Regions from separate parts of the Mus musculus genome. Here regions 2, 3 and 4 are each linked to region 1. Evidence: chromatin contacts called from public Hi-C and HiCAR-type data. All regions are on one chromosome and are shown on one strand. Each heading gives the region's core, a stretch centred on a gene start, on an enhancer-like site or on the middle of the called end of the contact. The rest is flanking DNA. Distances are from core to core; before and after follow the strand shown. Region 1 holds the start of Rnf32 (ring finger protein 32). Region 2 overlaps Gm35688 (a long non-coding RNA gene). Region 3 has its middle 83 kb from the start of Gm42243. Region 4 holds the start of Ube3c (ubiquitin protein ligase E3C).

Evidence for each region. Hi-C and Micro-C count contacts between places; a contact is called where the count stands out from the background. HiCAR-type assays count read pairs that join an accessible place to other places.
Region 2: a Hi-C map of the N1E-115 cell line shows a contact between it and region 1, with 2.0 times the contacts expected there. The contact joins the enhancer-like site here to the promoter of Rnf32 in region 1. A contact is called at or near these places in 2 of 39 promoter capture datasets (3T3-L1-derived adipocytes and pre-B cells), 1 of 484 Hi-C or Micro-C datasets (the N1E-115 cell line), 1 of 115 datasets of contacts at active chromatin or transcription factors (neural tube) and 2 of 9 other capture datasets (adipose tissue and liver).
Region 3: a Hi-C map of the N1E-115 cell line shows a contact between it and region 1, with 1.9 times the contacts expected there. The contact joins the enhancer-like site here to the promoter of Rnf32 in region 1. A contact is called at or near these places in 2 of 39 promoter capture datasets (hippocampal neurons and liver), 1 of 484 Hi-C or Micro-C datasets (the N1E-115 cell line), 2 of 115 datasets of contacts at active chromatin or transcription factors (astrocytes and differentiating embryonic stem cells) and 1 of 9 other capture datasets (embryonic stem cells).
Region 4: a HiCAR-type map of astrocytes shows a contact between it and region 1, with 2.3 times the contacts expected there. The contact joins the promoter of Ube3c here to the promoter of Rnf32 in region 1. A contact is called at or near these places in 2 of 39 promoter capture datasets (hippocampal neurons and liver), 1 of 484 Hi-C or Micro-C datasets (CD4 T cells) and 1 of 115 datasets of contacts at active chromatin or transcription factors (astrocytes).

What each region holds. Positions count from the first base shown.
Region 1 is chr5:29,193,970-29,199,867 of GRCm38.p6, reverse strand. It overlaps Rnf32 (ring finger protein 32), which reads right to left and starts at 3,875. Exons shown (of 10, transcript NM_001289757.1): 1 at 3,756-3,875; 2 at 3,223-3,288; 3 at 1,848-1,942; 4 at 1,030-1,294. The coding sequence starts at 1,862.
Region 2 is chr5:28,911,002-28,916,690 of GRCm38.p6, reverse strand. All of the region lies in intron 2 of Gm35688 (a long non-coding RNA gene), which reads left to right. Among named protein-coding and RNA genes, the nearest start is that of Gm42243, 73 kb to the right of the region's middle. Within about 2 kb of position 2,905, at least 3 of the 459 cell types and tissues checked have an H3K27ac peak or open chromatin away from gene starts, as enhancers often do. A contact at or near this core is called in the N1E-115 cell line, where this site is marked.
Region 3 is chr5:28,754,917-28,760,239 of GRCm38.p6, reverse strand. No RefSeq gene overlaps it. Among named protein-coding and RNA genes, the nearest start is that of Gm42243, 83 kb to the left of the region's middle. Within about 2 kb of position 3,284, at least 5 of the 459 cell types and tissues checked have an H3K27ac peak or open chromatin away from gene starts, as enhancers often do. A contact at or near this core is called in the N1E-115 cell line, where this site is marked.
Region 4 is chr5:29,567,196-29,572,912 of GRCm38.p6, reverse strand. It overlaps Ube3c (ubiquitin protein ligase E3C), which reads right to left and starts at 3,671. Exons shown (of 23, transcript NM_133907.3): 1 at 3,333-3,671. The coding sequence starts at 3,398.

The sequences.
Region 1 (5,898 bases), core at 2,626-5,125:
AACTTTAAATATAGAAAAATAGATTCCCAAGAATTTTACAATTATATTTCTGCAATACTCATATTGGCCTATGGTGGGATCGGCGGGAAGAGGGAATTTAAGGCAGCTTGAACCACACAGTGAGACTTTCTCTCAAAGAAAAAGTTCTGGCCCCAAAGATAAAGTGTATTAACAGGGATCCAGTTAAGATGGAAGAGACACTAAATTTGTGGATGTTATTCAAGCAAATGGCAAAGTGTTTCATTCACCAAAAAGCACCGAGGCTGTGAGAATTCTGGCAAGAAGTTCCTCAGAATAAGGAACATGGAGACAGTCAGTTCAAGTAAGGATCACCACACAAATTCTCGGAGACGTTTGGGCTGAGGAGTATGAGCGCCATTGCTGGCCTATGCACAGCTGGAGACACTGCTGCCTCAACCGGAGGGAGCTTACAGAGGAGGGACACCAACCAACGCTGGTCTCAATTCAATGGAACCAGGCTCTTTTAAAAGAAGTGAGATGGAAACTACATTTACAAAACAAAAAGATACAGACAAATGCCTGTAGTCAAGGCACTCAGGAAGTTGAGGCGGGGAGATTAAGAGTTGAAGGCCAGCATGGGCTATAGAAGGAGACTCCCAAAGCCAAGAAAAATATGCAAGGGAAGGACAGCAGGACTTCAAAATACAGAGGCACAAATCCAACTCTGGCAGTATGTGGAGTGCCACAGGGCACATGACAAAACCAGGCACAATGTACACACCCAGGAATTCAGACTCACAAAAGCAAGTCACCTGCCCCTGTTGCTGCAGCGTAGTCAAAGAGTATTGCCAACAGCCATCTTGTTTATGGACAGTTCTCCAAAGTGAAAAAAAACCTTGGCAGATGAAGAGTTGGCATTAAAGCCTTATTAACAACACTCTTGGCTGCTAATAAAATGAAAATGTCATGGTTGTCTCTTTACCCCAAATATAGCATTGCTTCAGCCTGACAAGGCTACACTGGGTTAATTAGCATTAAGCCAAAGGAAAAAAGATCAGGTTAGCTTACCTAAAGTTAATGGTGGTGGTGTGGGGTCTAGAACATATTCCTTCTCTGGATCTTCCATGTTAGGACCCTCTGTAGATTTTCTAAGCCCAGTATCTATGATGGCTGTTGCATCTCTTTTGAGAGATTTTGACTTCTTCTCTTTCTTTCGTGCTTTTATCTTACAAGGATCTGCTACCGAGAGATGTCCAAGTTGAAGATCATGTAATAGGTGGTCCTGTAAGGCAACTGCAGTGACTGCTAAGTTACCTTTGTTAGATGAACGATCCTAAAAACATGGGAGTAGGAGGTCTTATTTAGTGGACCAGCATGTAACACCATTTAGAAGAAAACGGAGGCCTTGTTGTTCCCTGGTGGCAGATCACCAAGTCAGTGGGAAGGAATGTCAGAGCAGTACCTAAGCAGAGCAAATCCCAGGCCCAACATCTATGGTAGAAATAAAGGGCAATCTTTCCAATTAGTTACTGGAGCCTTAATTATAAACCAATAAGTTCAAACCTGTGGGTGCTTAACTAAGACCCTGCTGTTTTGCTGTAACTAAATTAGACTCCAGGCAAACCTTAAAAGGAATCTTGCTCTTAAGTATAAGCTCTCTGGTGAAAACTTAAACATTTCTTGCAGGACCAGGTCCCTGAGCCAGGAGATGTGTGCAAGCAGCACCCTGAGACTGTCTGTTACCCATATCACATGCACCTCCCACTTCTGCTCACAGTTTCCCCAAGATCACAAGGTTTGTAAACTATTTTTATACCTGCAGAAAGTCCAGCTAGGCTACCCCCTGTAAATAAAAGCATGGGTCTGTTCTCAGGAGGATGGAGTACCTTATTTCTTAGCATGCTGTATCAGGAATCAGGAAACACTGTGGTGTGGCTTTAACGATCTCTAACATCACGTTACGATAACTTCCATTCTTCTGCTGTAACAGAAAGTAAGAGTGCATGTAAACATCCAAGTCTACGAGGGCTCTGGGGATGGTAAAAGGAATGCCAGCCACAGAGCAGCGTGAGCTGCCCTGTCTAATTTACATAGTCCTAACCCAATCCAGCCCTGTCCTCAAAGAGCTTACCATGGTACTAGAAAGAACAATCTAGAAGCAAAACCAGAGTCTTAGAGCAAAGTCTTAGACCAAAGTGAGACACTAAGTAAATAAACAACCCTTGAAGACAACATTTAGCCCAAGTCTTAAAGAGAGAAATGTGTGTGCTAGATGGCAGGAGCAAGAGCAGAGATGCCCAGGAAAGCAGCATGCTGTTTGTGTTTTGGCAAGAAGGGAAACAATGAAGAAGATGGGTGTATGGCACATGCCGACTGCCTTCAACCTGGCCAACACACAGGCGGACAGAATATGGGGGACAGATACCGAGTCCCAATCTGCTTTCTACTTTTTTTGGGCAAGCGACTTAAGCATCTCTGGCTTAGTTTTGCATTTATAAAAAAAAAAAAACCACAAAAATGCTGACATTGCAGGATTATTATATTAAGAGAAAACCTCCTTAAGGGCTTCCAAGGGACTGTTCTGCATAAGATACTCATAAATGGTGACTGTTGCTCCAATTCCCTTAAAAATGAGGGGACAGACTGGGTATTAACCCTTCTAGTTTTGGGACCAGGCTGTCCATAATATTCTACAGTGGAGAGAAAAAGCACCTTTTAAAAAGCAACCTAAGGGAATAGTATCAAGGAGCTAACTTTCAGAAAGGTGCTCACAGAGCAGCTTAGGCATTCATGCATACATGGGGCCCTGGGTTCTAACCCCAGCACTGCAACACACACTTGAAAAGATTACAGGAAAGTAAGTCCCATAGGAACTAATGTGTGAGACACCTGATTTAAGACAAAGAACCAGCAGCTGTTCAGACCCTTCAGAAGCCTAGGGCAGTTTTCAATGTGCTCACGTTCCCCTTACTTCTCAGTGCTGGCATGGAGATCTATGAGAGAAGTTTGTATGCAGTATTCCTTACCGTGGCCTTGGCTGGAGGAAGGCATGTAAAATACTAAAGGGTCACTGTTATTATTTTCCAAATTCAAAATGCCTGTAATTTGGCAACGCCAAATATGCATCATAAAAAAGTTCACTTTTTCAACAAGATTCATACCATCAGTAACCATAGGTAGCTACTTAGTCTACAATTTCACCAGGTTTTTATTGTACCGTTGTAACTAACATCAAGGTAAGAGCGTTAAAAATTGCCTTACCATAGTCCCATAGTATTAGCAAACTGACAATTGAAAGGATAACGAAACGTGTCAGATGTAGTCCAACTGTATGAGAAAACATAGAGAAGAGGTGACCCGTTAGTTTAGCAACAGGTGAGAAATACACAACCTCTGCCTGGCACTGACAGCCACAACAGCAAACTGCCTGTTTGTAATTAGCTTGCGCACGGTTAGGAGGCTGTGCTAGGTAGGAAAACACAGGACTAGGCGACAAGACATTTAATCACCAATTGTTTTCAGTGATCAGAAGGCAATTAATAAACGCGTCAATAGAAATGCACTGGAGAGATGGCATATAAATTTAAAATACGCCCCCAGAGACAAGAGAAGTCGTTGGAAATCTGGTCCGTGAGGTCCCTCGTTATATCACAGCCTTGTGCAGCGCAGGCAGGATCCGCGGACCGACCACAGCGACCCGGACCTCCCGCCCCAACACTACCCCGCGTTCGGCTCTCGCTCCCTTCTCTGCACCAGAGCTTTATACTTCAGACAGCGCTGCGGGACAAACTCACAACGGCCTTTCCTGTCCCTCAGCTGCACCTTTTCTGAACGGCTCCTCGTTGCCACGGCAACCAGCGGCCTCTGCGCTTCTAGGTGCGCACGCCCGCCGGCCGGCTCCGCCTGGCTCTCAGTGCGCATGCTCGCAGGTCCCCCCTCCTCCCCCCCCCCCCCCCCCCGCAGTCTGGCCAGACATCCCCCAACCCCCTTCATCTCACCTGCTGCGAGCGGCTGGCTCCGCCCGCGCTTACATCATGGCTCCGCCCCTCGCGTATCGTCAGCGTCCGGCGCTGGTGCGGTTACGTCGTCGTGAGGCGCGCGTCCTAGGCGCGTGGAGTGGCGTGCACGGGCTCTCCCGTCTCTTCCTCGGACGTGTGGTTTTTGAATGGCGTCCTTTCCGCTGCCCTCCAGCCAGGCTGCGTGATGCGTCCCGAGGATGCGCTGACCCGTGCGGCTCTTTGGAGTGCGCTTTCTGCTGTCCCCTCAGTCGAAAGACTTGATAACGGCCCCTCGACTGTTTTGCGAGCTGTGTGGCGTCGCCATCCGCCCTCCTACTGTTGTCACGATTGTGTCTTGGCTCCCGGTATCGTGTGGCCTGTTGTGTGTTGCGGGATGCAGGCCTTTTCACGTTCGCCCCTTCTAGTGGCTCCTTCCAAGATCTAGGGTCTCAAGGCTTCTCTGAAGGTGAGGGTGGAGAGAGGTGTCCTTGCGGCTCCTGGCCTTCTGCACTCTGAGACATTGCCTCCTACCCCTCTTAAGTCTGCATCCCCGCGCTGTCCTTTGAACCAGGCTTGATTCCCTGGGGTCCTTTAAAAGTCTTTCACTTCTTGGTGCCAAGCAGAAATATTGTATTGATTTTTCTCCTGCCTGGAATGCCTTTTTGTACTTTAATTGTACATAATTCACCTGGAAGTGCAAAGAAAACACAAGAAGGCGAGATCCTCCATAAAGTAAAGTCTACAGAAGTTACCGAGCTGGAAGATTGGTATTCTGTCACTAAGAAGTCCCAAAAGTCATTATAAATCTGGTACACATGATAAGTCTCTGGAACAATATAATTTTAAACTCCACTTAAAAGTTACAGATTTTTTTCTTGGCAATGAACTTTCTGGATTGGCTCTTACTACTTGAAGCTTGTAGAAGCAGATTAATAGCAGGCCAACTGTTTTAAAAGTCAAATTCACAATGAGTTAGTTATGAATTTTCACATGCTAGTTCAGGTGCTTTCAAGAAGTAGTATAATCTTAGCTTTTGTTTCAGTGAGTGATGCTTTTAGGAGAGCAGTAGGCCCACCTTTGTGCTCTCCTAAGACTGGTTTTTATTGAAGCCTAAGAGGGTAAAGCTTTTGGATGCCATTAGCTAGACCTGAGTTTAAACCTACATTTAACTCTTTGGATGTCTGAATTTTAACAAGTTGCTTTATTGTCCTGAGTTATGGGCTTCTTATTTTCAAAGGGGCCTTGTTGCATCCTGTCATTGGACATCTATTAATTACCCCAACAGTAGTCCTGGTCATTATTCTGTGACTGAATATGTGGCCAATCTAAACTAGTTGGAAACTCTGATACTATGATGAACCATCATGATATTATACGATGGGGGCTGGGGGGCTGGCCTAGCTGGGCTAGTCACAGGAACTCAAGTGAGTTTTTATTGGGGGGAGCACTGGAAAATTCCTTTAATTCTTCCTACTGAATGTGGGAACAAGAAAAGACACGAAACTGCAGCTGCATCTGCTCCATTAGCATCATAGGGTAAGAGCCTGAAGGTGTGGAGCTACCAGGTGAACCTTAGAAGATTATACAGGAAATGGCAGAACTGGGATTTGGACACAGTCCAAGATGGGTGATGTAGTTTGAGCCCTGGAGCTAGCCCAGCTCTTGGTCTTTTCATCTATTGTGGGTCTAGTTTTCTGTTACTTTGAGCAAAAAGAAATTCAATGAAAATAGGGATTCTGTTACCACAACTTAGGGTTGTGATGAAGTTAAAACATGATACTGTATGTGAATTGCTTTGGACAATGCCTACTAATTCTGTCTTGAGGTATTTCTCTCCAACTTTATAAAGTTATAAAAAATAAAAATCCCATTTAAAAATTCCCCACCTTATCCAAGTATTTAACTCATGATGTTTTGCTATCTAAAATAGGTTGGCCAG
Region 2 (5,689 bases), core at 1,656-4,155, 280 kb after region 1:
TGTCGGTCTGTTGGCCTGCCCTGGGATGAATACAACAGAGAATCAGAGCACTTAAGGAGGGAGCAGCTTGAATGCACTTGCTCTACTGTCTAATCCTTAGACTACAGAAATATTTTCCCATTCTCTGAATACGAGATTTTTCCACTTAATACTATACTTCCTATAAATAAAAAAAAATCTCCCACTTCAATGCACTTAGGGAGGGATATGTCATAGAGGCCTCAGGTAGGATGGGGGAGAGGAGGCAACTGTCTGGACCAGTGGTTGTCAGCCTGCAAGCTGCAATCTGTTTGAAGGTTGCATATCAGATGTTTACAAGTCACAAAAGTAGCAAAATTACAGTAATAAAGTAGCAATGAAATAATTCTATGCTTGGGGATCACCAAAACATGAGGAGCTATATTAAAGGGACAGCATTAGGAAGGCTGAGAAGCAGTGATCTAGACCCTGCTTCTGACTAGCCTGCAGCTTTGCTGCCTGCCTGCTCTCAAAGTCTCTGGAACTCATACAGCACCTTACCTTTAATAATGTGTATATCAATATATTTAATCAACAGAAAAATCTAAATGCGAAAAGAAAAGCAATGTAACCCATCTGAAAGATGTTAACCCTTAAACATTTTCCACAGATCTTCTAAGAGTTGCCATCTGTGCCATTACCATCCCCATTATCTCCTCATTCTGTTGATGACTCAGTGATGATTGCATCGTTAGAGTGAAGTCCCATTTAAGAACTTGTGATACAAAAGTCCCACCTCTGACTATCCAGGGCAGCACGGGTATCATGTTTCTTGGGATGCTTGCCTTGCAGCACTGGCCTCAGTATGGATACTCTGAGACTCTTATCTTCTGGAAACTGGGGAGGACTGATGGCCAAGCCCAGAGGGCACTCCATGTCCCAAGGAAATTTACTTCTGTATCCTTTTCCCATATTCTTTGGATGCTTTAATTCAAGAAAGCAGACAATATTCACTTTGTTGGTTAAACAAGGACATGCCAGAAGTTTTGTTCCAGCATTCACTTCTGAAAGCTGCTTCTACCAGGGCACGGCTTGGAACTTTGCTGCCATCTAGGCGTGGTAGACTCTGTGCTGAACTCCTGGGTCTTGGCTTGACCCCAGTACTGAGCATGCAGCCCATACCCACCATGGCTTTTGAGTCAAGGCCCTCATTCCTACAAAGGAGGTTCTGACAACTGAATCCTAAATACCTTTTGTGAATTCTTGTTCTAGCTGTGACTATTTAAGGGTTACTTAACTTCCCTTGCATTCATTTTCCACTTGAAAGTAAACCTAAGCACAAAACCCAGTTCTGTGTCTACACAAACAGTGAGAAGTTTAGTGTTGACAATTAGAAAAAGAAGAGCATGCAGCTTGGTTGTGATGGTCTCTATAGGAAAAAAAAAAAAAAAAGAATAACCCCTACCTGCCACCATGTAACTTATGATCAGGACTGATGGTGATCTTGGGTAAACTGGGTGTGTTCTAGTGGGAACAGTGGTGGGGGCTAGACCTCAGTGATAACACACCCAAGGAGCACTGTAAGCCTATTCACAGCTCTACCCTGATGTGGCTATGTGGGGCTTTGGAACCCAAAGTTTCCCCAGGGAGGGTCAGTGAGCATATACCTGATCTCAAGGGCCAAGGTCAAGGCCACTCAATCGTGGTGCAGCCCTTGAGCTATACACATGTGCACAAATGACTTCTGCTGCTGCTGCTGCTGAGTTAGTCCCAGCTCTGTTCCCTTTATTTGTGCTCTTAACACAGCAAAGGAGGGCACCCGTGTTCTGAGCACCTTCCCTGGAATCCACACGCTAGAAACCTTAGGCCACGTACAGTGACATTGACAAGTGCGACCTTTAGAAGGGAACCAGGCCATGTTGACTCTGCCCTTGACAGTGGATGGATGCTGTCATCACAAATATGAGTCCCTGATGAAAAGATAGGCTCAGCCCTCATCTTCCAGCTCTTCTACTCTAAGCCCTTTGGACTCTCATTGTCCTGTGAGTTGATGCAGTAAGAAGACCCTCACTAGATGCTTCCTTTGGCCTTGACTCTACATCTTGTTTGTTAGGATCTCTAGCCTGGGCATTCTGATTAATGGATCAAAGACAGGCAAGGGCTCCCCTTAAAGTCAAGCCCACCAAACCCTGGTTATACCTCTGTTGTGTTGCTGACTAGCTGCTGCTATAGTAAAGTCACTTTCTACCCAGTCCTTTCCTGGGTGGAGAAATTGGCTGGCTAATTTCTACATGGTATGGACATGTAGGGTGACCATGTGGGGTGACATGGCAGGCTGCCTCGAAGGCCGCCTTTACCACTTTACTACACACTGAGCAGAAACGGATATCAGGATGTTGTTTCCATGGATAACCGTGTGCTGAGACTTTAAAAATTACTTTTTTGTCAGCTGTGGCATGTTTAAACACCCCACATATTTCAGGAGACAGTTAACTTCTGTGTTGAAAAGAAAGATTTAATAAAGACATGCGTGTTGGGACTTGCTCGCCGGCACTTTTCTGTATGTGGCTGGCAGCTTGAGGCGCAGGCCTTTGACTGTGCAGCCAGGGATTTTTTTTTTCTGCCGACTCGCTGTACCCAGACTTTTAACTCTTTGTTGTTCTTTGCTCTCTAGAGTCACCTTCAAATAGCAGCACACAGCCAAGTGTGGAAGCCAGAGTGACATGTGAATATGTGGAATTGTCCCCAAATGCAGTCTGGGGGAACCTGGTTTCCCTTGCTATCATTAAGACACAGTCTATTCTAGGTGAGGCAAGGTAGGGCAAGACTGGAAATCTGCTGTGCACCAGGCTCTGGGTCCTTGAAAGGCACCATGGAAATACCCTTGGGTTCTGCAGCGGTTAAGATCCTATCTCTCTTCAAATCATCATTATGGGAGGGAGGGGTAATTTAGGAGAGCCTGTTAGCAGTGCTCTGAAACATCCTCACAAACCTTTCTTCTGTTGTGGCTAAGGCATATCTGTGCTTAGCATCTGGTCCGCCTGCCAATACTAAATATCATTTTAATGGTAATGACACGTTGCACTTGGAGAGCTCCCTTTCATCCGAGGAGCCCAAAGCACTTTAGGAGTGTTAATTAATGAAGCTTGCTAACACCGTTTGAGGTGGAGATGCCCAGTGTGGTGGGAGATGGTTCAAGTGGTTTCTTCTGAGGCTCGCCCACTCCCCGGTCTCAGCAGACGTTCTGACAAAGGCTCCCAGCTGCAGAGTTCAACTGAGTCCTAGATGAAAGGGAAGCATTCCCACTGAGAACCTTCTGGTGTGGTTGCTTGGAGAGTGGGTCCAGTCTTCCACCTTGCTTCCTGAAGAGCATCTAGTCCCCCAGCCTACGCCTCCATCTTTTCGTTCCCTGGTTCTCCTGACATGCAATTTATTAGTCCTGGTGAGGGGAGGGGAGATCAGCATCGATTCTAGACACAACTGCTGAAGTGAGCAAGGGACTACACTGTCCCCACTCCTCCTGTTCTGAGGTTAGAGTGGAGACTAAAGGCACATGTCCAGATTTCCCATCTCTCCAGCATCAGGAGCCATGAGTCTCACCACTCAGGGACCAACAGCACCGGCATCCGCACATCTTTGCAGTAATCTGTCCCACACATGTTTACCTACTGTCTGCCTGTGCTAGCCACCTGGAAAGGCTGAGATCACAAGGAATGGAGTTAATGAGCTCTCTGCCCAGAGAGCTTCCTTTGGTCTGACCACTGTGAAACGACATGCCAAGGCTGGTAAGAGATGCCCTGGGAAAAGGCACTGCATATGGGGTTCCAAAGAGTTGCCAGTGAGGCCAGGCAGACCCAGCTCTACTCTGTCTTTGGATTAGGCTCCTGAGAGGTCCTGTTACCTGTTACCAAGGTCCAGTGACCTTGTTGTTATTCAGTTGGGTTCTAATGGCGGTTCCTTCATATGTCTGCCTCTAGCACTCTGTAGAATCATAGTGGAGTGAGGCTTGCTGGAAGCTGTGGGCTATGACTCCATCAGAGAGGAGTAGGCACAAGTAACCTTGTGGGTGAAGGCCACTACTGGCCTTCAGAAGCAAAAGTCAGAGCAAAGCCACAGCTTTTCATCTGTCCCCCATAGCAGGAGGTAGCTTCCTGCTCCAACCTTAGTAGATGGTGATTCAGTCTGGAAGGGAGAACAGTTGTCATCCAGATAACTGTCTTGTGTGTTAAGAGGAAGAGATGCTAAGGAGAGAATGAGTGTGTGAGGTGTGCCTGTCAGCGTGACTGTGAAAGTGCATTGATGTGATCATGTGCATATGTATGGGAACATGTATGTGTGTGAGTGTGCAGGTGATCCTGTCAATGTGACTGCGATTATAAGTGTGACATATGAGTGTATGAGACTGTGACTGTGTCAATGTGACTATGTCAGTATTACTATGTGTATGTGGATATGTGTGGAGGTGAAAGACTGTGTGACTTGATGGGACTGACTGTAAGAATATTTATCTGACCATGTGAGTGTGCATGATACTGTATGACTGAACAGATTAGTATGATTGTGTGAGTTTGTGTGTGCGACTGTAAGTGTGTGTGACTATGTCAATATGGAGGTTTATGAATGTGGAAGTATGTATGAGAGGATCAGAGAGGCTGCAGAGTAAACGGTGCACCCTCAGGCTGGAACTAGACTTTGTTCTTTGAATGACAAAGCCCTGTTGCAGACACAGCTGCTTCTGTTCTGGTCTCACCTTGCTGATGTCATTCTGATGACATTTCATACCATGCCTGCAAAGAGGAGTTGTTGGAACTCACAGCAAAAACTTCACATGGTTCCCGGAGCCCTCCTGAGCTCCCCTGGGGTCTCAAATCTCATTGCTGTGAGTGGCCCATGTCTCTCCTTTTATTTTATTTTTTATTTTAAAAATATTTATTTATTTATTTTTATTTTTAAATATTTTTATTAGGTATTTTCCTCATTTACATTTCCAATGCTATCCCAAAAGTCCTCCATACCCTCGCCCCCCCACTCCCCTACCCACCCACTCCCACTTTTTGGCCTGGCGTTCCCCTGTACTGGGGCATATAAAGTTTACATGTCCAATGGGCCTCTCTTTCCAACTGGGCTTGCTTCCATCAAGGGTTTTGTTTTTTGTTTTTTTATCTTTGTGCTCTTATTTTTTTTCCTGTGTTTTCCAGAGCTTACATAGGGAGTGTTTAGTTTTCAAATATTTCATTTTTATGCTTAGTATGGTAGCACATACCATTAATGCCAGTGCTAAAGAGGCAGTGATCTTGAGGTCAGAATGATCTGTGTAACAAGTTCTAGGTCAGCCAGTGCTACAAAGAGAAACCCTGTCTCAAAGAAAGGGAGGATTTTTTTTTTATGTGTATGAATGTTTGCTTGTATGTTTATATGTGTATGACGTGTAGTGTCCACATAGACCAGAAGAGGGCAGATATCCTGGGAATGGAGTTACAGGTGGTTGTGAGCTGCCATGTGGTGCTGGGAATTGAACCTGGGTCTGCTGGAAGAGCACTCAGTGCTTTTTATTAATTAAGCTGTCTCCCTAGCCCCTGGTGAAGGACATTTCTACGTTTCCCACACTGTCAGTATATCTGTCCTTTAATATAATTCATAAGGAAGAATATTAGGTAAAATTTAAAAGCCCTTTGGTTATGTTTGAACTCTGGCCTTCTGTTTCCTGGGCAGTGATGGGTAATGTGCAGCT
Region 3 (5,323 bases), core at 2,035-4,534, 440 kb after region 1:
AGGAAGGTTGAGAACCACTGCTGTATGATTTTAGTGTCAGTGTGAATTGGTACATCCATCACAGAAGACAATGTGAATCTCCTCACAACTATACCTTCAGTTCTGTAACTGTGAGACCACATGCAGGTTGAAAGTTGAGTGTATGTGCAGAGTTACCATGGGATATGGGATAATAGGATACAGCAATCCCACCACTGAACATATACCCAAAGAGAATTAAATTATTATATCAGAAAGATACTTACATTCCCAGATTCATGGTAGATGTATTCACAATAGCAAGATTCAGAGACAGTCTATGTCTATCAGCCAAAGAATGGATTTTAAAATGTGGCATATCAACATAATGGTGTAGTATTTAGCCTTAGAGAAGAGAGGGAAGTCTTCATTTGCTGTAGGTGAGCCTGGAGAAAATAAGTGAAATAGACCATGTGGAAGGGAGGAAAACAGTCTCTCCTTACCCTCGCTTGTCAATGGAGGCTAAGTGGAGAGAGTAGCTAGGCACTGTAGCTCTACTTTCTTCAAAACCTACACTTAATGATGGTTCTTAAATGCTTTAACCTCTTTTCTAGCCCACCACCCACAAGAGGCAGTGGAAAAGAAAGGTTGTGAGGGAAGTGAGCCTGTTTAGAAACGTTTTGTTTTGCTTTGTTTTGTTTTGTTTTGTTTTGTTTTGCTTTGTTTGAACAAATCCTATCTGCATTGCCAGGAAATCAGCAGTTCAGTTCACAGGTTCACAGGTTAGTAGTGGCAGCTCAATTCAGTTCAGTAGTGTCAGGATAGCAACAGTGGTGACATGACCTAACAGGAACAGCCAAGCCTCAGCCTAATCACCATGAGTCAGCATGAGGGACCTGGCTTTCCAATAGGAAAGTCAGGAAATGTTCTTAGTGAAGTGAAGATCAGCAAAGATATGAAGACCAAGAAGCATTGCACAGCTAGATCCATAAGCAAGCCTAGCTCAGTTTCCATCACTGTCCATAGAGTCCTATTTATACCCTCTAGCTGACATATTCTGCCAATCAGCCTGAGTCCACAGAAGCGGCAAGAAGCTGCAGCACACCACCACAAGTTTTTTCGGTGCGTTTCTCTCTATGGAGTACCAACAAATGCAGCTCAACTATGCAGTGTAAGGCAGACCAATACACATGTGTCGTTAGCGAAGAATCTCATTGTGTCCTTTCACATGCTTGCTTTAGCAGAACATCCTTTCAGCCGGTCTGCTTCAGAGAAATGTTCCTTCACCCATGTGCTCTGACAAAATACCATCTGACACAACTGACTTTCCAAAGAACCCTTACGTTTCCACTTCAATGACACAGGGGTTGCCAGAGAAGGGAGGTGAAAAGCAGGGAGGTAGATGCTGGTCAAAGGTGAAATGACAAGAATAAGTTCTAGAACCCTGGTGTTCAGTGTGGTGACTGATGTGTCAACAGAATACTATTCTACTAGTTCCTATTCAGTAGTGAGTCATCTCACCCTATGTGATACTCACTTTGGACAAACAGTAAAAGAAGAATTCTCTGGAATTTTGTAGTAAGGGCCTCTGCCACTGCCAAGTGATTTCTAATCAGGGCCTTTTAATTACCTGACAAGCAATGTGTGTTTGGTCTTGTCACTGAATACAATTCTAATACATTCAAGAAAAACCCTAGCATACAATAATGCATTTTTATTTCCAACCATGAGATACAATAGGGTACAGTCATCTCTTCTGCTGCTGTGCCTTTCTTATACCCAGAACACAGTTCTTGATATAGAGCTCTTATAGTGTGTGTGTGTGTGTGTGTTGGGGGGGGGGGTTCCATAGTGACATGAAGCTACTGTGAGGTTTCCAACAGGTGAACTGATTTCTTCAATGGAAGATGTCATGAATCTTGCAGTCTCCATCACTCTGTTTGTTCAGTAATATTCAGCCAGCAGTACTGAGTCCTTGTAACTACATGCTTGTAATAAGGAGCAGGGGAGAACAAGCTGGGGTCTTTGTCTGGAGAAATTGGACTGTCTCAGCCTTGGCTAGATATTATTCTGCAGTGTATAGTTCTTTGCTGTGGGGACCATCACAATATATTGCATATTACTGAGTGACATCTCTGTCTTCTCACTAGATATCAGGAGCTCTCCCAGACAAGACAACAGAAAATGTCACCAGGAAGCCCAAGTGCTCCTTTCATGGTAAAATCACACTCAGTGGGAATCAAGGGTCAAGTGGATGACAAAGCAAGTGGAGGCAGTCCTCATATCAGTGTTGGGATGGCAGTCAGTGGCATGGAGAATCAGGAGGGACCACTGAGGCTATGAGGTGAGGAAAAGAAGGCTTCCTGGATGATGATGCCCTAGAAACTGGGAGCAATAGGATATGCCAGGTCAGAACTAAAGGCAGGCATGTGGTGGCAGGCTAGATCTGAGCTGATATCTAGGATGGAAAGAAGCTCTTTGATGCTCATGGAGATACGGACTAAGAGCCAGACACAGGCACATGATGGAGGAGATTTCCAGAATGTATCTGTTCTCTAAGTGTTCATCAAGTTCACAGCAGACAAAAATGTACATGTATCAGGCTGCCAGGCAGCCTGATAGATGTAACACACTGTGTGGAACTTTGTTTCCATATTCAATTTGTGTGTGTGTGTGTGTGTGTGTGTGTGTGTACTATGTTTTTTAAGGGGATGTACCAGCTGTGTGGGCACATGTAGAGGCCAAAGATTGACACAGGGTGCATTCATTAATCACTTCTCAAGCTTATATTTTGATACAGGGCCTCCCTCCTGTCTACTGATCTAGTGCTGGGGTTACAGGCCTGTGCCACCACAGCCAGACTTTACATGAGTACTCAGGATCCAAATTCAGAGTTTTCATGTTTGCATAGTGAACACTTCACCTACTAAGTCATTTTCCCAAACCTTGTTTCTACATTTCTAAAGGTATTATTACAACCCTGGCTTCCCGGGTTCCTCCCGGGAATAAATCAGATGCTATGCCCATGGCATAACACCACGCTTGTGAGTCACTCCAACCTCAACCTCTTGTTGCTTCTCTGCGAAGTGAGCTCCTTTCAGCTTTAATGTCCCTCGGTACTTTCACTTTCTTTTGTGTTACCTTCTGAAAAGTAAACAAATGAGGTATAAGAATCTTGATAAATGAGAGCTAGAGAAAATTCAGGTGACAACTAGACTGTCCACCTATCACTGAAGACGTTGGTCCTCCCAAGCACCGACAAGATAGCAGAGAGCCCAGGCTCTGAAAGCAGCCATGGCCAATAGCTGCGCCCTGCATGAATTGGAGTTGCCCCCATTTCCAATGCTCTGCAGTCTGCTGATGAAGCAGGAGGAGGGCAATGATGAAGGTGGATATTTATGTAGGTGCCATTTCCATGATCATTCCTTAGAAGAATGGGCACTGCTCCCAGACAATCCCTGCCTTTGTAGCCTCTCACTAGGCACTTGTACAGAGATCCCACCATCTGAAAACCACTGAGGAAGCAGAGTGCTGTGGGCACCCAGCCATCATCAGAGCTTGCGCTATCCTCACCAGTCACTCCTGGCACTTGATTCTTCCTGTGACAACATTTCTAATCCTTTCCAAACAATATTCATCTCCAACATCTGTCTCAGACAGACAGGAACATCTCTGGCATTGCACAAGCTTGCAATACTTCCAAGAGAAAGAGAACACGGTGCAATGTCAGACGATGCTGACAGAATCCACACGCTGCCTTTGCTTGGGGTGAAATAGATCCTGATGTCAGTCACAGATAATAATAGTCTAAATGCCATGTAAAAATCAAAATGTGCAAAGTGACTGTGTCATTTCAGAGAGATGTCAGGCACTGCGGGTGCACTTGGCTGACTAGACTTTGGGATCATGCCAAAGCCAAGGGCCAGCGACCTTTTAATGCCTCACAACATTTGGCTAAACACTGGGAAAGAAGAGGCTATGGTACAGAGAACCCAGTTGCTATCTGGCAGCCTCCATACTGGGCACATCAATATCAAACAGTTCAGCTCTGGACACAAGCTGTGGAGAGCTTTGACTTAAACTGTTACCCCACAGACTACAAACAATTGCTTTCTCAATCTGTTTCAGGGGATCGATATAGTCAGCTGCAAGACTGGAAAATTATACTTCAACCAACTCTTGATGTATACCCAGTTGCAAGTGGCTCTGTACAGTTTGATCCCTTGAGAATGGTCTCCACATTGTGGTTTTGAGCCTTGGGTCTACAACCATGTGCAGGATCTCTTCCACTGAAACTCTGAGACCCTTCTGAAGCTCTCACCTCTTCTAGAACACACAGATTAAAGTGAAAGTTTCTCTGGAGGTGAAAATACCTCTCTTGGAGAGGGAAGAGACTGAATTTGGCCTTGAAGGACTGCTAGGACATCATTGTGACTCAGGCAAACCACAGCATCCTCACCTAAGCAAAAGGGGCTGGATCCATCAGTCTCCAAGCTTTGCTGGGCCATGATTTTCAAGGAAACTGGGGGAAATAAAATGTCTTAGAGAAGTCACAAGAGAGTTGAAGATGCTCATACCAGCAGTACCTTCTACTCAAGCAACAGTTGCTTTACAGCATTTAGGGTTCCAGCCCTTTTATGACATGAATCTCAAGCTGGACCAGTCATTTGTTGGCCATTCTTCCAATTTCTGCATCATCTTTACTACAGCACATCTTGTAGGCAGGACAAATTTTAGGATAAAGGTTTTGAGGCTGGGTTGATGTTCCAATCCTCCACTAGAAGTCTTGCCAGGTTACAAGAGATGGTCAGTTCAGGTTCCTTATCCATCTGCCTACTAGGATCTTAGCTAGGGTTACCCTCGTAGATTCCCTGGAGTTTACTAGTTTTCTACCATACTTCCTAATGCCCCCTAATTCCAGTTGTCTCAGAATTCTCTCCCTTTATCTTCTCCAAACCTGATCCTTCTGTTCCATCCCCATCCAGCCCCAAGTCTATTTGTCTATTCTAGTTTCCCTTTCCAAAGAGATTCATGAATTCTCCCTTCAGCCCCTCTTGTTACTTAGCCTCTCTGGGTCTGTGGATTGTAGTGTGATTATCCTTTACTTTGTAGCTAATATCCACTTGTAAGTGAGTACATACCATGTTTGTCTTTGTGTTGTGAATAGAGAGGCAATAAACAGGGAGGTCTCTGTAGTAGTATATGGAGTCCTTTGAGTAGATGCCCAGAAGTGGAGCAGCTGGGTCATATGGTAATTCTGGTTTTAGTGTTTTGAGGAATTTCCACTGATTTCCTCAGTAACAGCTCCAGTTTGCCCTCCTGCCAGTTTTAAATAAGTCTTCCTCTTTCCCACACCAACAGCAGC
Region 4 (5,717 bases), core at 2,422-4,921, 370 kb before region 1:
GGGTTAGGTCATTATAGTAATCACTTGTCAGAATCTTAAGATGCAGAGCACTGTGGACTTCAGCTGACAATGTTACATGGGAACAAATTCAACACATAGGGCCTCTACCACCTACTCCACTATCTGTAGCCTGCTCTGGAGGCTAAAGCAAGAGCAAACATTGAAATGACTATAATTCAACTACCATAGCTATGGAAACCTGCAAAGGTAGTGTTAAAGTCATTCCTCCTACCTACAACTTTTCTACATCCACACACACTCTCACTTTCAATGTGAAAGTAGTTCTCAACTGTATACACCTGGTTTTTCCAGGTTCTTCCCTATATTTTTACTCCTTGCCTCCCCTCATCTTTCTTTGCCCCATTCTATAAAACTTGGTCAAGTTGTCCTATCACCCAAACCTTCTTTAGACTTCAAATTCTTTCTCCTTGACATCCATTCAATCTTTTGGTCTTTTAAGAGAGGCATTGTACAGCCCCCTCCATTCCTTGCCTAACTGCAGTCTTGACTACAGCTCCTGTTACCCTAAGGGGCACACTCACTAGTCACCTGTCTTCCAGTCTCAAGTCTAAATTATGGTGTTATCTGGAGGCATTCAGCATTCAACACTTCTGGCTCACTTCTTCCTCCTATAAACTCATTTCCCAGACATCAGTCTTCTTAGGTCTCCAAGGTATACTTGGGATACTTCTTGTCCCAAACTTGAATCAGCAACTAAGCCAACTGGTTCACTGACATCCCTCATACCTCCATGTCTACTCAGATTTCTCAGGTTCCACACATGTCTGAACCCCACAGGAACCTTGGCATTCTGTTCCTCTGTCTTCTCCTAGCTTAAGCACACACCTGGAATAATCTGTACTGAAGATTTCCTCAACTCACCCCTCAGAGGTTGAGACTCAGCTCACAGGTGGAAACCATGATCCAGCCAAGATTTCCTCTCCAGAAGATTGCCTTGGAGATCAAGGCACTCAACTAGGAAACCATATATGGGCACTGCTTGGCTAGAATAAAATAAATGGACAGGACCTATATACAGAGACAAAGTCAAGAATGCAACTCAAAGAGAATAGCTGACCTAAACTACCTTGGTACCGGTAGCATAGAAACTGGACAGTTTTTGACTTGCACATTTTATGAAATATCATCATGCCTCTCACAGGCTTTTTGTTTATTTGCTTTTCTGCACTTCGTTTCAATGGATTTTTGTACTTGCAATCAAACTGACTACTAAGATAGTCTTCTATACACACACAAAGCTACCAAATAAACTGTGCCATGAGGATGTATCCTGATTTCAGAAGCACTGACCCAGAGCTGGGCCTGTTGCTGCATTCCTGTCTGTGATTCCTGCACTTGGAAGGCAGAGGCAGAAGGACTGTACATAAATCTGAGGCCAGAGTGGGCTACACAGTGAGTCTGAGGCCAGTCGGATTCCAGTATAAGGTCCTGTCTCAAACAATATACATGTAGATAATGGTAGAACTGAAGCACTGGAACCCACCACACACCTACTTCAAACTTTCTACATTGTCCCTTCAAACCCATCCTACTACTTCCCACCTTTCTAGAGCATGTCAACCAATTCTGTGTTTCTGTATTAGCCTGAAAGAAGTACAAAAACAATTGAAATAAACAAACAAAAAAACCAGTCATTAGTACACCATAACTTTTCAAGGTTTAAATCTTATCTCCCCAACAAACTCCCCAATAAACTCATCAAGTCTTGGACTTTTCCAGCATATAGTTCTTAAAGATAATAAACATAAAAATATTCATTAACTTTGAAAAAGGAAAAGATCAATTTTCCACTAAGCTGAAGAAGGGAAAGATTTCAAATTATAATTTAAGACATGAATGAAGTATACTAGAATGGCCATTAATTCCAAAGACTCTTAATATCACTTACTGGCCAGGATCTGAGTCAGTGGTGCCCTCAGACTGCTGGCTGTAGGGTAGTGGGCACATCAACTCGGGAAGTAACGGGCAGTGTGCACCAGCAGAACACAGTGTAAGCAACATCCACCAAAGCACCCATGAAAACCAGGATGGGTTAATTATGGTTTTTTCAGGTCCTGAACTAACAGGGACACAGTGGGATGGAAGAATCTATCAAAGAAAGCACCTAGCTCAAGAAGCAAGGCACAGAGGCTGACCAAGCTTCATCTGACCTCGTTTGCACGAAGCTCAACGTTAAAAGTGACCTGTAGAAACTGGTCAGAAAAGCAGTTTGCTTGGTGAAGAACAATTATGGGTAGGATGGGACATTCGTTTTCAGGAGTGACCATTTACAAATGTGTGTCCAGATAAAAATCCTTTATAAAATGAAGCTGGAGCAAAGGCTCAGCAACACTGCTCTCAAACGTACAATAATTTGGGGGAAAAAAAAAGACAAAAAATTTTACATTAAAGGGCTAGGGAGATGGCTAAGCAGTTAAGGTCACTTATTGCTTTTACTGAGGGTCTGGGTTTTCTTCCTACTACCCACATGTCAACTCACAAGTGTCCTTAACTCCAGTTCCAGGAGATCGGAAGCCCTCTTCTGACCTCTGCGGGAACTAAGCAAGCCTGTGGTGCACATTACATACATGCAGGCAAACACTCATATGTATAAATTTTTAAAATAAAGCTTTAAAATTTCGCCTAATGGGAAAAAAAAATCCTTTTAACAACTCTAGGGATCCTGTCTGGATTCCGGGCTCGGCCTAGAGCATCACGGCCGATTGCCTTCATCCTTCAGACAGCCCCAAAAAGCCGACCAGTGTCAAAACCATCACCAAGCAAAGGTCCAAAAGCGACCGGGGCCTCAGGCCTCAGGCAGGCAAAACTCTGTATTGCTCCGAGTGGGGCAAGCTAAAGCGCGATGCAGATTACAAAGACCTTGTCCTACCTGCCCCCTCCCACTTCACAGGCACGAGGGACTCTTCCCTAAGCTGTTCTTGAGGGCAAGGCACTCACTCCAAGCTTTGTGAGGAGCGGGTATGTCAAGTTTATAGCTTGTAAAGAGTTCTTAAAGGGCGGAATGGGGGCGGGGGCACCTGCCTCGCCCTGCTGGACAGCTAACTGTGTAACGCCCCCAGCCAGACTGCCAGTGCACGTGCTTCCAGGTCAAAACTGCGGCCCTTGGGCAGGCGGCCGCGAGGTCGCAATGAATGACCCAGCCGCTCAGTCCGCGGCTCGACAGCGCTCCTCTGGAGCCTCCTCACAAACCTGTCAGGACTGCACCGCAGCCGCACCCGGCTGGAGCTCGCTCCACACCTTACAGCGGAGCAGCGCCGCCTGGGTGCTGTCAGACCCGGGTTCGGTTAACACCTCGGGCCGCACCGCCTCACCTTCCTGCTCGCGCCACCGAGAGACACTTTGGGCCTTGTCTTGAAGTCGCCTTCGAAGCTGAACATCTTCGCCGCTTATCCCATCTGCGCGGCCCGGCAGGCAGCGGAGCGGCCGGGGGCGGGCCCGGCGGGCTGGGCGGGGCCCGGCAGGGTCGCGGCCTCGCTGTCCCGCGCCGCCCCCCCCGAGGCTCAGCGCTCTCCGCCCTGCACGCGGGCGCGAGCGCGGCGACGCTGGAGGCCGGCCTGTCCCCGCTGCTTATTTATCCACAGCGCGCCACCGTCAAGCGAGGGACGCCCCGACTCGCGCCTGCACCGCGCTGCCGTAGGTACCAAGATGGTGACCGCCCGCACTGCGCGCGCGGTCCCGTGAACGTGCGCGGTCATCGACGGCGCGGCGCTCCTCCCGGCAGCCCCCGCGAGCGCGGGCACCGACGCCAGGGCCGCCATCGATAATACGGTGCTCCTCCCGGCAGCCCTTGGACTTGCCTGCGTGCGCGGCTCCGCGGGTGCAACATCCTTCCGCGCGTGCGTCATGCCACCAGACGATTTCCGCCGCCCGCCGCCCATTGACGCCGACCGGGTCGCGCGCACTGCTGGAGACCGGAAGCCCTGCATAAGAGGCCGCTTTCACCCTCCAGCTAGATGTGGGGGAACAGGTTACTAATGCAGAGACTCTACACCATGACAGACAGAGACGAATAATATATGTTATACGAACAAAGGTATTCGTGAACACACACCATACAAATACACAAATGCACACCAACAAATGAAAGTTATATTCATATATATATTCACATATTCATATATATATATATAAATGCATGCCAAATGTATAAATGCATCATAAATACATAATGCACAAATATACCCTATCATATATCTATACACTTATGCATGTTTAATATATGTATGTACATGTATAAAAACGTGCTATTACATATACATAAGCACAAACATAAATATACACAAAGTAATGTAAATGAATCGATGTCATATACAACATATATACATACACATATGTCATACAAACCAACATAAATATATATCATGTATGCATGCATATATACACATATACATATGCATAAAACAGTATGCATATACATAGAGTTTAACACAAATACATGCCATGGCATGCATAAAAAAAATATATATTATGCATATATGTCATGTACATGCACAGTATTATATAGTATATGCTCTGTGTACATACATATATGTTATGTATATTGTGTATACACAAGTATATATACAGATACATAAATATATCACATACACATGCATTACCATGTGCACATGATAGAAGACATCTTGTTTTGCTTTGTTTTTGTTTCTTCTTCAAAAGATTTATTTATATGTATGAATATTTGACCTGCATGTATATTACGTGTCTGTGAATTATGTGTGTGTGCTTGGTACAAGACAGTGCATTGGATCTCTTGGAACTGGAATTGCCATGTAGGATCTGGAACTGAAACCAGTTCTTCTGCAACAAGTGCTCTTAACTTATGAGCCATGTCTCCAGCACAGTTTAATTTTTTGTTTTTGAAATAAGGTCTCACTGTATAGCCCTAGCTGGCCTGGACCTCACAGTGATCCTCTATCCACTGCCTGTTAGTGTTAGGATTAAAGATCTGTACCACCATACAAGCCAGTCCTCTTTTTAATTAAAAAAATGTACATTTTAGTTTACTTAGTGTTTATGGGGTAGGGTGCATGCCATGATGTGCATGTGGAGGTCAGAGTACAACTTGTCTCTCTTTCCACTATATGGGTACCAGGAATCAAACTCAGGTCATAAGACTTGGTAGCAAGCAACTGGTACTTTTCATCTGTTCTATCATTTTACCAGTTCTCTCTCTCTCTCTCTCTCTCTCTCTCTCTCTCTCTGTCTCTCTCTCTCTCTCTCTCTCACTGGCTCTGTGTGTGTGTGTGTGTGTGTGTGTGTGTGTGTATGTACACATATTTGAATGTCAGAGGATAATTTATAAGAGTCTGTTCTCCACTACCAAGTGTATTCAAGAGTGTGAGTTCAGTCGTCAGGCTTGATGGGAAGCACATTTACTGCTGAATCATCTTGCCAACCTCAAGTTTAGTGCTGTATTGGCAACAGTGACAAGAGCCCCAATATTTTTGTAATTGTTTGAATAAATATGTAATGACTAAAAGGCCGGGGGAAGAGGTAGATCAAAATCCTATAGATACAGATTCCTACTTAACAGATGGTGTGACATTACTACACACTAAGGAAGCCATGGAGACAGAGCTCTCATTCTATTGAGAATTCAGAATGAATGCAGAACTACCTGCAACATGCCTTGGCAGTTTCTCTAATAAAGATTTTTTTGTTTTGTTTTTTGTTTTTTGTTTTTGTTTTGTTTTTCA